Regions from separate parts of the Mus musculus genome. Here region 2 is linked to region 1. The links are chromatin contacts, called in public promoter capture Hi-C maps. All regions are on one chromosome and are shown on one strand. Each heading gives the region's core, a stretch centred on a gene start, on an enhancer-like site or on the middle of the called end of the contact. The rest is flanking DNA. Distances are from core to core; before and after follow the strand shown. Region 1 holds the start of Cox6b1 (cytochrome c oxidase, subunit 6B1). Region 2 holds the start of Krtdap (keratinocyte differentiation associated protein).

What was found. Capture Hi-C pulls out chosen DNA fragments and counts their contacts.
Region 2: a contact with region 1 is called in a promoter capture Hi-C map of liver. The contact joins the promoter of Krtdap here to the promoter of Cox6b1 in region 1. A contact is called at or near these places in 8 of 39 promoter capture datasets (the C10 cell line, the HPC-7 cell line, cranial neural crest and 4 more), 4 of 115 datasets of contacts at active chromatin or transcription factors (bone marrow-derived macrophages and embryonic stem cells) and 3 of 9 other capture datasets (adipose tissue, liver and pancreatic islet).

What each region holds. Positions count from the first base shown.
Region 1 is chr7:30,622,727-30,628,558 of GRCm38.p6, reverse strand. Cox6b1 (cytochrome c oxidase, subunit 6B1) reads left to right here and starts at 2,445. Exons shown (of 4, transcript NM_025628.3): 1 at 2,445-2,508; 2 at 3,946-4,059; 3 at 5,044-5,144. The coding sequence starts at 3,954.
Region 2 is chr7:30,784,371-30,790,202 of GRCm38.p6, reverse strand. It overlaps Krtdap (keratinocyte differentiation associated protein), which reads right to left and starts at 2,298. Exons shown (of 6, transcript NM_001033131.4): 1 at 2,181-2,298; 2 at 660-698; 3 at 449-490; 4 at 247-291. The coding sequence starts at 2,276.

The DNA.
Region 1 (5,832 bases), core at 1,196-3,695:
GGATTCTGGAAGTGTTTTAAAGCCAGAAACACACTGGATTGTTTGATAGGTCTGGCAAACTATATGAACATTTTCAAAAATTCCATGATAAGAATGGTGGCACACGCCTTTAATCCCAGCACTTGGGAGGCAGAGGCAGGTGGATTTCTGAGTTCGAGGCCAGCCTGGTCTACAGAGTGAGTTCCAGGACAGCCAGAGCTACACAGAGAAACCCTGTCTTGAAAAACTAAAAAAGAAAAGAAAGAAAGAAAAAAAAAAGAATGATACTGTAGCCACTTTCCCCATGGATCTCTTTCCATCAGACCCAAGGTTGAATTCCTAAAGTTTCCTCCAATCAGTACAGGTCTCTCGGCTGCCTGGATGTGTGAACAGTGATCTCTGGGGATTGAGAATAGTAACGAGCAGGCAGTGGTGTCTGCTACAGTGATGGATGAGACTGTAGGAGAGACCACTTCATTTTTCACCTTCTAACAACGCTCTTAGGACCTAAGAAGGCAAGGTCTTTGTGTTTTTTTCAGCAGTGCCTTAAAAAAAAAAGATTTATTTATTTATTTTATGTATATGAATACACTGTATCTGTTCAGATGGTTATGAGCCTTCATGTGGTTGCTGGAAACTGAATTTTTTTTTTTTTTTTTTTTGCTCACTCTGTCAATTCTGCTCACTCAGTCCCTGCTTGCTCCGGCCCAAAGATTTATTTATTATTATACATAAGTACACTGTAGCTGACTTCAGATATACCAGAAGAGGGCGTCAGATCTCATTAAGGGTGGTTGTGAGCCACCATGTGGTTGTTGGGATTTGAACTCAGGACCTTAGGAAGAGCAGTCAGTGCTCTTACCCACTGAGCTATCTCGCCAGCCCCCCACCCCTTTTTTAAAACAGGGTTTCTCTGTGTAGCCCTAGCTGTCCTGGAACTCATTCTGTAAACCAGGCTGCCCTCAAACTCAGAGATTCTCCTGCCTCTACTTCCCAAATGCTGGCATTAAAGGCGTGCACCACCACTGTCCAGCTAGCTATCTTATGAACTGAATTATGTCAATCCAGAATACAGGTTTTGTGTGTAAAAATTCACTCTAAAAAGGGCTTGGTGCTACACCAAGATCCCAAACACCTAGTGTAATCACTGGAGACCTAATAAAAACTTTCTATTAACTTAAACCCATGTCAGCACTTTAATCCCAGCACTCGGGGAGGCAGAGGCAGGCAGATAAAAATTCGAGGCCAGCCTGGCCTACAGAGTGAGTTCTAGGACACCCATAGATAGATAGATGAGTTTCCAGGGCTACACAGAGAACCCCTATGTGGATGGCTACTCTCAATTATCAACTTGACTATATATAGAATGAACTATAATCCAGAAACATAGGGAACACCTGTAATCCGGACTTGAGGCAGGAAGACAACATGCCTGTAATCTGGACCTTAAGGCTGGAAGACACAGGCTTTTGATCCAGACCTCTAGGAGGAATGACTCCTACAGGTCTTGAAGCACACTTTTATTCTGGGCCATATCTTCTGCTGGAGGCCTATATAAGGACAATGGAAGAAGGGACAGGTACTTGCTTTGCCAGTACTTCCTTTGGAGCCTACTTCTTCTGGATTCCAGTTTATGCAGAAAAGCAGCAGAAACAGCAACCCTCAAGGATCAGAGCAATTCACCACATTGCTTCCAATTATGATGATAATGGACGAAACTTGAAACTGTAAGCCAGCCCTTAATTGTTTTCCTTTATAAGAGTTGCCATAAACCGGGCGTGGTGGCCCATGCCTTTAATTCCAGCACTAGTTAGGCAGAGGCAGGCGGATTTCTGAGTCTACAAAGTGAGTTCCAGGACAGCCTGGTCTACAAAGTGAGTTCCAGGACAGCCAGGGCTATACAGAGAAACCCTGTCTCGAAAAACAAACAAACAAACAAACAAACAAACAAACAAAGAGTTGCCGTAGACATGATGTCTCTTCACTGCAATAAAACACAAACTAAGATTGTCTATCCCGAAAACCCAAATAAATAAATATAAATAACTTTCGAATCAAGGCACAGGGGTAAACGCTTGTTATCCTAACACCTAGTAATCTGTGATCAAAATTTCGAGGCCAGTCTGAGATATACAGCGAAGTCCTATTTCAAAACACAGATTATCTGTGACACTTTTCCATTCCCACTCTGAAGACAGTCTTATGCTTTTCCCTCTGGGAAGGACAGGCAGGTGATAATAACCCATAATTGAACGTCAGGTGCCTTTTAAGAGCAAAGTAAAATCTCGATTGGCCCAGCAACAATAATAAGCAGAAATTTAGCTCAATAGGAGGTCGGGCTTCTTCGGAAGTGGGCGTGGCCAAAGCGGTTTCTGGGCACGCCTCCCGAGGCCAATCTAGCAGCCCGGAGGACTCAGCTCGGCTCCTCCTCTCGCAGCTTCCGGCCAGTCGGAATTCCGCTTCCCGTCTGACATTGGCGTCTTTGCTAAGGGTCACATTGAAGTAACGCTACTCCGGGACAATCTTTAGGTGAGTGTGAAGGGTCGGGATCCTGGGGGAACCTTGTCCGTTGCAGAGAAGCGCCCCGGGGCTTCCCTGACGCCAAGCAGAAACTTCCGGCGGCCACGGGTCCGGTGTCCTGGAGCTAACCATTATAGCCGCCTTTCTTCATGATGGCTAGGTCGCTTTCTAAGCAGTCCCTATTACTCCATCCTTCAGCCCTACAAGTCCCCTTTGATAGCGTTGGGGCTGGAGTGTGAAGCGCCTTACCCGTGGCTATAAGGCAATTCGGATTTAGACCCAGTAAATTGGACTGTGGAGCTTTTAGTTGCGAGTTCACAGGCGTGGCCACCCGCGTTCCAAGGCCGAAGCCTGTCGCCTTGACTCGTGTCTTTCCCCTCAGCGTCATCTTTGATCAACTCTCAAAACTCGAGATATTGTCCAAAATTACTTCCGACACTGAGTCTTTTAAATCCCCCGTGCCCACCTTGCCTCCTTCAATGAACCTGCCCAAATACCCCACTTGTTTGGACTACTTCAGTTGACACTGGCACCTCTGTGGTGTCAAGGTCCCCCAGATGCTCTAGAGACAGTTTCTCTCAGGTCTGTTGATATTGACTATGTCATCTCTTCAGACATATCAAAGCTGAGAGAAGTCGATAAAACTCAAGGAGCTAAAGTATTTGAATGATTGGGGGGGGGGCGGTTTGCGTGGGGTTCTAATCGAATTCCAGTATTTACTTCCATTAGGAATGGAGGCAGCAACGTCAATAGATTTGGTAGCCTGGGCCATTGTCAGCAGGCAAAATCACAGATACCTGACACATGCCAGTTACAAGAGTCACAAATCTTCAGTCATGGTTACCTCCAGTTGTACTTTACTTGTTAAGTCCTTTGAGCTTTTTTTTTTTTTTTTTTTTGGAGCGGGGTGGGGGGGGACACATCTTAGGCAATCCCACAATGCATTTAGGCATATTCTGAGCAAAGTTTGAGTTCATTGGACCTCAGATGAGTGTGTGACGCCAGAAAACTAGCCGGTGACACCAGAAAATCCTTGCAGTGTTTTTGCTGGTGATGGATGAAGCATTATCACTGGGTGCTGTGTGACCTTGGAAAGTCATTTAGACACCCTGTCCCTTGTGTAGACAACAGAGGTAGCAATATCTTTTAGAGTGGCCATGGGGTAGGTATGTATAGAGTACACATAGTATGTGCTGTGCACACAGTGAGCGTTAACTGGAATTTAAGGATGAAGATTGGTTTTGCCAAGGAGACCTCTGTCCAACCCTACTGTGGCTTCTGTACTCAGATATATGGGTTTTCCCTGCCCTTCATCTTTCTGTGTTTGTGAAGAAGGGGGAGATAATGGTTTATTCACATTCAGCCTGTTATTCTGCTCTGGCCTGACATCCCCACACCCAGCACCTCCAGAATGGTTGCCAACATTCCCACTCTGTTTGCATCCAGGAGTCAGGATGGCTGAAGACATCAAGACTAAAATCAAGAACTACAAAACTGCCCCCTTTGACAGCCGCTTCCCCAACCAGAACCAGACTAAGAACTGTTGGCAGAACTACCTGGGTAAGCAGAGTACCATAGTGGGCCTGCCTGGGTCTCCCATGTACCTCCAACCTCAGAAAGGAAGTTGGGGAGCAGGGACATGTGCGTTCCAGCCTGGTTTCCTTCACTCTGGACGTACCCTCTGGAGGGCCCGACCCCTCAAACTAGCTCTCCAGGTCATAAACTTTGGTCTCAACAATAAATTTTTTGAAGAATATAATTATACATGTATATATGAATTACATATACATCTTATGTGTGTGCCACATACACACACAACATACAAGTAAATACAGTATGTAAACAGTTGATTCAGGGGCTGGTGAGATGGCTCAGCAGGTAAGAGCACTGACTGCTCTTCCGAAGGTCCTGAGTTCAAATCCCAGCAACCACATGGTGGCTTAACAGCCACCCGTAATGATATCTGACGCCCTCTTCTGGTGCATCTGAGGACAGCTACAGTGTACTTGATATATTAATAAATAAATCTTTAAAAAAAAAGTTGATTCAGACATAGTCACAATCCATGGATAAAAATGAATATTGCCAGTACTCTGCTCTCAGCTTGCTTTGGGCCCGGTCTTAAACACTGTCCCTTTCCTCTCTCTTTGCTAGAGACATTTGGGGCCCCTGCCTTACTTGAGCCCATGAGACCTTCCCTCAACAAAGAAAAACAAAAAACAAAAAACTAACCATTAACAAGAATTAAAAACCCCGCTGGTACCTGTCCTGTCTTCCTCAGATATGATCAACACTACCTTCCCCTTCCCTAGCCCTGTCTGGACTTCCATAATTCTGATATATGCCCCTCATACTTTGCTGTCATTCCTAGCTCCAGAATGTTCTATATAACTGCCCAGGTCAGGCGTATATAGCTCTTTATGGTGTACTTGTAAGTTTGCATTCCCTCTGTATGTATAAGCAATCTTAAAGCAAAAAGCATTTGTGGATTTTCCTCTGAAATGTGCTTAGTCGGGGTTGATTTGGAACCTCTTTTCTTCACAGACTTCCACCGCTGTGAGAAGGCAATGACGGCCAAGGGGGGTGATGTCTCCGTGTGTGAGTGGTACCGGCGTGTGTACAAGTCCCTCTGTCCCGTGTCATGGGTATGTGCCTCCCGACGGGACCCTTGGGTGGTCAGGTAGGGAGGTAGCAGAGACGAGTATGGCTAGTGAGAGTTCACCTCCAAGGGTCAAGCGAGGACCAGCCATGGAATGTCACTGATCCCTGCTCAGTGAGGGCCCTTAGCCCAGGACCACCCTCCTTGCCCATGCACTGAAGAAACACAGGCTTGGGCTGGGCAGTAGTGGCCCACGGCTTTAATTCTCAGCACTCTTGGGAGGCAGATGCAGGCAGATCTCTCTGAGTTTGGGGCCAACCTGGTCTACAGAGCTAGTTCCAGGACAGCCTGTGCTATACAGAGAAACCCTGTCTCAAAACGCCGAGGGGGAAAAAAGGCCCCCAAACACGTGTCTTAAAATCAAAATGTGCTATTTAATTTGGTGTGGTGGTAGCACACCTGAAACCCTAGCACTCAGATCATGGTGGGCTACTTGAAAACCCTATCATGCTTTTAAAAAGTGAGAGTGTGAAAGAGAGAGAGAGGTTGTACAGCATCCATGTCTGTGCTAGTGCCTGTGGCAGTAAGTAGAGGGTTTGGGCCTGGACTGGAGTTAGAGATGCTTGTGGGCCACCACGTGGTTGCTAGGAATAGTCTGGGTCCTCAGGAAGGGCAACGGGTATGCTTAAATGGTGGGTCTGCACTCCAGCCTCTCAGACTAGGTACTCTGCCCC
Region 2 (5,832 bases), core at 1,049-3,548, 160 kb before region 1:
CACAGAACCAGAGCCGTTTGTGAGGGATCACACAGACAGCACAGTCAAGAGGTACACATGCTAGGTCTCGCTAGGTCAATGATTCAGCTTTCCTGATTTAGAGAATCCTCAGTCTTTTCTTGAGGACCTTAACTATGTACCCCAGGCTGGCCTTGAACTCACAATCCTCCCGCCCCAGGCACTCGAATGCCGGAATTACAGGCATGCTTCACCACACCTGGCTCTCAGTTACAGCCCAACACTTACATCAGTGATGACGTGCCAGTTCAGGAAGTTTTCTGACTGAAAGGCCTGTGGGGAGTGGGGGAAGAGAGACCAGAAGCTAGTTAGTTCTAGAGGACACCCGAGCATTGCCCAGCCCTCTGGAAAAGGTGAAGATGGTCCCAGAAACTTCACAAGCTGTCTCTGTGAGGTGGGGCAAGGCATGGGGTTCCTCGAGGACACTCACAGACTGTAGCCTCTTAAAGTTCAGGAACTCATTGTTAAGGCCCTAGGCAAAAAAAAAAAAAAATAAAAAATAAAAAAATAAAAAAATAAAAAATAAAAGGCAGGGAGGCAGGGAGTTAGAGAAGCCACCAGGAGGACAGAGGCAGGACACCACACACATATTCACTCACACACACACATGCACACGGAAGAATGGAAAAACAGGTGTTTACCTCTGTTGCGGTAGGGTAATTATTGTAGCTGCTATCTTCCTGAAAAGGGTGACAGAGACAAAGGAGCCTGTGAGTGGTGAGCCCTTCTCCCTAAGACCCTTCCTTCCTCTCCTCTTCCTCTGCCAACTGCCCCTCAAGAGGCACCTGTACATTATCTCTCACTGGGACCCCAGTGCCAGCTCCATTCTGGTCCGGGACACCCAGTTGCTGATTCGTGGGTAGGAAAGGTGGGAAGAGATCCCAGCTAACAAAACCACCTGGTATTGTTTGGCTGTTGATTTTCTGTGTGCCAAAACACCCATGCTTGTTGACGAAGCCCAGGGTACTAGCATGAACTAAGCCCCTAAGGTAAGCTGTCAGCCTCTTGTAGGCTGTGGCTAGTTTACCACGTGGCTCACTGGCCACCAATGCTAAAGTCTTCTATTTGGTAAATATAACTTTCTCCATCCCTAAAGCCCTCTGTCCCTCCATCTTATGGACTCCTTTACTCCCTCCTCTGCACCACAGAGGTCACCAGCATGTGGCCCTCTGGGCAGGGTCCTAGTGCTCAGAGCTCAGCATTTTTGACATATTTGTCTTAAATTTGGATTAAACATAGGCAAGAGGGGTCTGAAGGGATGGTTCACAGGTTAAGAACACCCACTGTCCTTGTAGAGGACCCCAGTTTGGTTTCCAGCACCTGCATTAGGGGCCTCACCACCCCCTTTAACTCCAGCTCTGATGTTAAGCACATTGTTTAGGCCCCCATCGCCTCTGGCATGTCTGTGCACACACACGGACACATTGCACATGCTTAATTAAAACTAAAATCTTTAAAAAACAAACAAACAAACAAAAAAGCCTTTTTAAAAAAGGGCAGGTTTCACTACATAGCCCAAATGAACCTCAATCTCCTAATCCCCCAGTCTCAGCTTCCCAAGTGCTGGGGTCACAATGGTGCTACACTACACCCAGCTAATTCCTGATAAGTACAAATTCATGCAACAGGCTGGCCAAAGCCCCCAGCTCATTTGAGATCCAAGCAGACCCTGCTTTTCCCAAGGCCACCTGCTCGAATCCAGTTGACACCAAGCCCCTTGTCTTAGACGTTTAAAGCCAGGAAGAGCATTCCTCTGTTCCCTTAGGACAGCTGAGGAGCAGAGGGACTACAGGGGTCCTCTCTGTCTAGGGGCTGGGATGCTAAGGAATCTGGGCCAGCAGGGAGCCTCCCGCCATCCGAAAGCTACTCAGAGGATTAGAAAGGAAGGAAAGCTGGATTAGGGGGATCCCAGTGACCTACCTCAGCTTCCGGCTCCCCCCCCCCAACCATTCCGTTCTTCCCAGAGTAGTCTTTCCCCTCCTTTTGCACCAAGCTACATCCCTACACTCTCCCCTTCCTCCTTTCCTCCCTCCTCAAGACCCCAGCTTCTCCTCTAGCTGCCAAAGCACAGCCAACAAATAAGAGTCACTTCTCCACAGAATGGATGGGCAACACTGAGGGGGCAGCCGGGGTCTAAAAAAGGCCGGCACTTGTGTGATTACCGGGTATATCGTGGGATGCCCCAGGGCTGCTCCCTGGACCGCATGCAATGCCAGAAGAGAGAGGAGAGCCACGACGGGAAGAATTGGGATCTTCATGGTGTCCGGTTTGGGCTGCTCTGAGGCGGGGCCTCCCTGATGGCCCTTTATATTAGCAAGGGGTGGCTATGAGAGGGAGCAGGGTTCCCACCCTAGTGACTCATCCCCGGATCATGTCGCCCACCCCTGGGGCTCCGGGAGGGGGAGGCAGACACTGTTCCCAGTATATCTTTGATTTCTCAATTCCCATTACTCCCCAAGCTCTTGCAAGGTGAGGCCACCATGGGTCTTGTTCATGCATAGGGTAATGGGATGGAATCAGGTTGAGCCTGTCCCTGCAAGACCTGGCATCCAAGCAAGCCCTCCTTCCTCTCTTTTTCCCTCTCAGTCACTCTGAGTCCCCCACCCTGCCAAATCCATCTAAAGCCGCCAGGCTGGTGTGTTCCATGCTGCAGGCTCCACCTGCCTCTCCGGCTTGCTACTTTTTCTCTCCCTGTACAAACCACACTGGATAGCTTGGACTCCTTACCCGGCATGCTACCCCCACCCCACCCCCCGGGCATCTGGCCAAGTCTCTCATCTTCCCGCTCCCCTCAATTCCTTCCATTCTTTTCTTGCAGTTTTTTTGTAGTAGGGTCTCAGGTAGCCCCGGCCGATTCACTGTATAGACAAGGATAACCTTGAATGCCCGATCCTCCTCCTCCTCTGAGGCGACTCACGTACATCACCACAACTGGCCAAACTGTTCCTTTATCCCTAAAATGCCAATTGCTCATCTCCAGTTCACAGTACTCAACCTTGTTGCTTCTATTATCCCTAATTTCTCATTTATTTCCTTGATAAGTCTCATACATATATATGTGTGTGTAGTGTGTGTGTTTATGGATGGGGAGAGCGCGCGCGCACACACACACACACACATCTCCAAGGCTTTCTAAGCAAGCTGGCCTCAAACTCACTATGTAGCCAAGGATGGCCTTGGACTTTTGAGCCTCCTGCCTCTACCTCATGCTGGCAACCTTGTACTACTACATCTGGTTTATGTGATGGTGGGACTCAAACCCAGGGTCTTGTGCGTGTTAGGCAAACACTCTATCAACTGAGCTATATCCCCAGATGGAGAACTGTATATTTATTAACCCTCTTTCTATCCACCAGCACCATGCCCTACACACACTGCAATGGAGATTAGGAGCACTAGAACTGCACCCAACCATACCCGGGCCTAGCTCTGCACTTTCCTCTCTCGGTCCCGGATCCTGACCCTGCCTATTATCTAGCTCCTGCCCTGGGATTCCACATAAATGACTGAAGAAGACAAGGAGAGGGGAACCACAAGAAGCAGAAGCAAATGTCCCAGAGACTCCCACCCTCGGAGGAGGGTCAGAACTGTCATGACCTCTGAGCACTTGCTCCATGTCCCTGAACAATCCCACTTCACACCCCACCCTTAACATGTGAGTGTGAGCACCCCAAAGTGACAAAAGAGCACAATGATGCAACCTTCTCTGCAATGAGTTCCAGATGGCCCAACCGGTGTCACAGGCAGGTGCTAGAACAGAGACAAGCAAGCACCGTCCTGGCAGAGTCCCTTATCTGAGGGTTGGGTTCCTTACCCCAACCTGAGGCAGCGCACACAGTTGGCAGGCCTAGGGTGGGAGGGATCTTTGTGAGCCCCAGAGACTGGTACCGCAGTCCCCTGCTGCCCCCATATCCCAGTGCCCTCTTCAGCCTCACGAAGCCTTGCCCAAAGGCACAGATCGTCTTCCACTTTGCCAAAACCATGGGAGAACACAGCCTTGAGGAACACCCTCTTTCCATAATGACCATGTGACTGTGCACATCAGGTGCATCCGATGCTCCTGGAGGGGACAAGAAAGAGAATAAATGGAGCTGGGTGGAGCTCCTCCCCTAGGGTTTTCTGAAGTTTTTGCAAGCAGGTCTGTTCATTCTGTTTAACTAATTAGCAGCGCCTTGCTGAAGCTCACACGAGAGCCTTCACATTGGGATAGAGTAAACAGAGCCACAGGAGGAATTGATGAACCAGACCACAGAGAGCAGACATTATGCAAATCAGCTCCATTTAGACATGCTAATGGCGGAATCCAATTTCAACCCACACACTCCCACCAGAGCACAGGGCCAATACCAACCCCACACTGGCATCCCCGCCTGGCTCTGGGCTCAGCTCTGTGGTGGGGCTTTTGTAGCATATTGACGCCTCCGTGATCTTTTTTTTTTTTCTACATAATGGTGCCAATAACATTGCCTGCTCTGACTTTGCAGCAAGCCTTGTGCTAAATATTATGACTCCGTGATCTCATGGAATTATCAGAAGTCCTGGGAGATAGGCACGATAATTACTCACATTCTGTGGGCGGGGAAGCCATGGCAAATATGGAGGTTAAATAAATTAACAGAGGTGTGTGTGTGTGTGTGTGTGTGTGTGTGTGTGTGTGTGTGTGTGTGTAGGCCAGCATGAAAGTCCTGGAATCCTGAGACCTGAGGTGGATCTCTGGTAGCCATTGCTCTGCTGTGCAATAATATCCCTCAGAGAGCTTTAGCATTTGGTATGAGTTAGACCCTTGACCTGAGAACACAGGGCAGACTCAATAGCCCCCTTAGCCAGAAGTGCTCAGCAAACAAAAGAAGGACCTAGCCAGGCACAGCTGAATGGCTATCATCCCAGGTACTCCAGAAGCTGGGGCAGGAGGGTGAGGCTCAAGGTCTATCTGGGTTACTGTGTGAGTTCAAGGCCAGCCTGAGCAACTTAGATCTTGACTCGAAATAAAAAATAACAGAGGGCTGAGGATGTCTCTCAGTGGTAGAGCAGGTGCCTGGAATCCACCGGCAAGGGAGTTCGAGTGTGGCTTGTAGGAAGAGCATGCACAGGCTCTGAGTTCAATCCCCAGCACTGGGCAGTGCACATTGGGGAGGGAGGACTGATCCTGTATTTGGCAACTGTGTGTCAGACAGTGAACCTGCAGTTAATTACCTCAGTTTCCAGATATCCCACACAGGAAACCCATCTTCCCACACCAAGTATGTCTTTGAAGGTAATATTCTAGCTGGGTGTGGTGGTCATAGAGGCCCAGAGAGCTGGGGACCAGCCTAGGCTACATAACAAGATCCTATCTCAGAAAACAAACAAGCAAAGCATTTAATCAAACAAAGACAGTCCTCTGGTCCAGACCTCACATCTGTGGCTGTAGTGTGTAAAGACAAAACCCCTCTAAACACAAGGGCATCCACTCAGGTGCTCAACCGAAAGGATGCTGCTCCTTTCCAGAGGTAAAAGCTGGCTGCATTGGCCTGGTGACTTGTCCTCATGTATCACCTTCCAGAGCTTCTTCTGAACGCTGTGTTCATTTTATGGTGCTGGGGGGTTGGACCTAGGGCTCCATACATGCTCAGCAAGGCTCTATTGCTGAGCTACATACATCCTCAGCTCTCTTTCACTATTATTTTTTAAATTTTACAGATATTTTAGTGTGTGTGAGAGGAGGTGTGTATGTGTTATATGTGGTATGTGTGGTGTGTTTGGGGAGTGTATGTGAGTATGTGGTGTGTGTGGATGGTGTATATGTGTGTGTATGATATATGTGTGGTGTGTGTG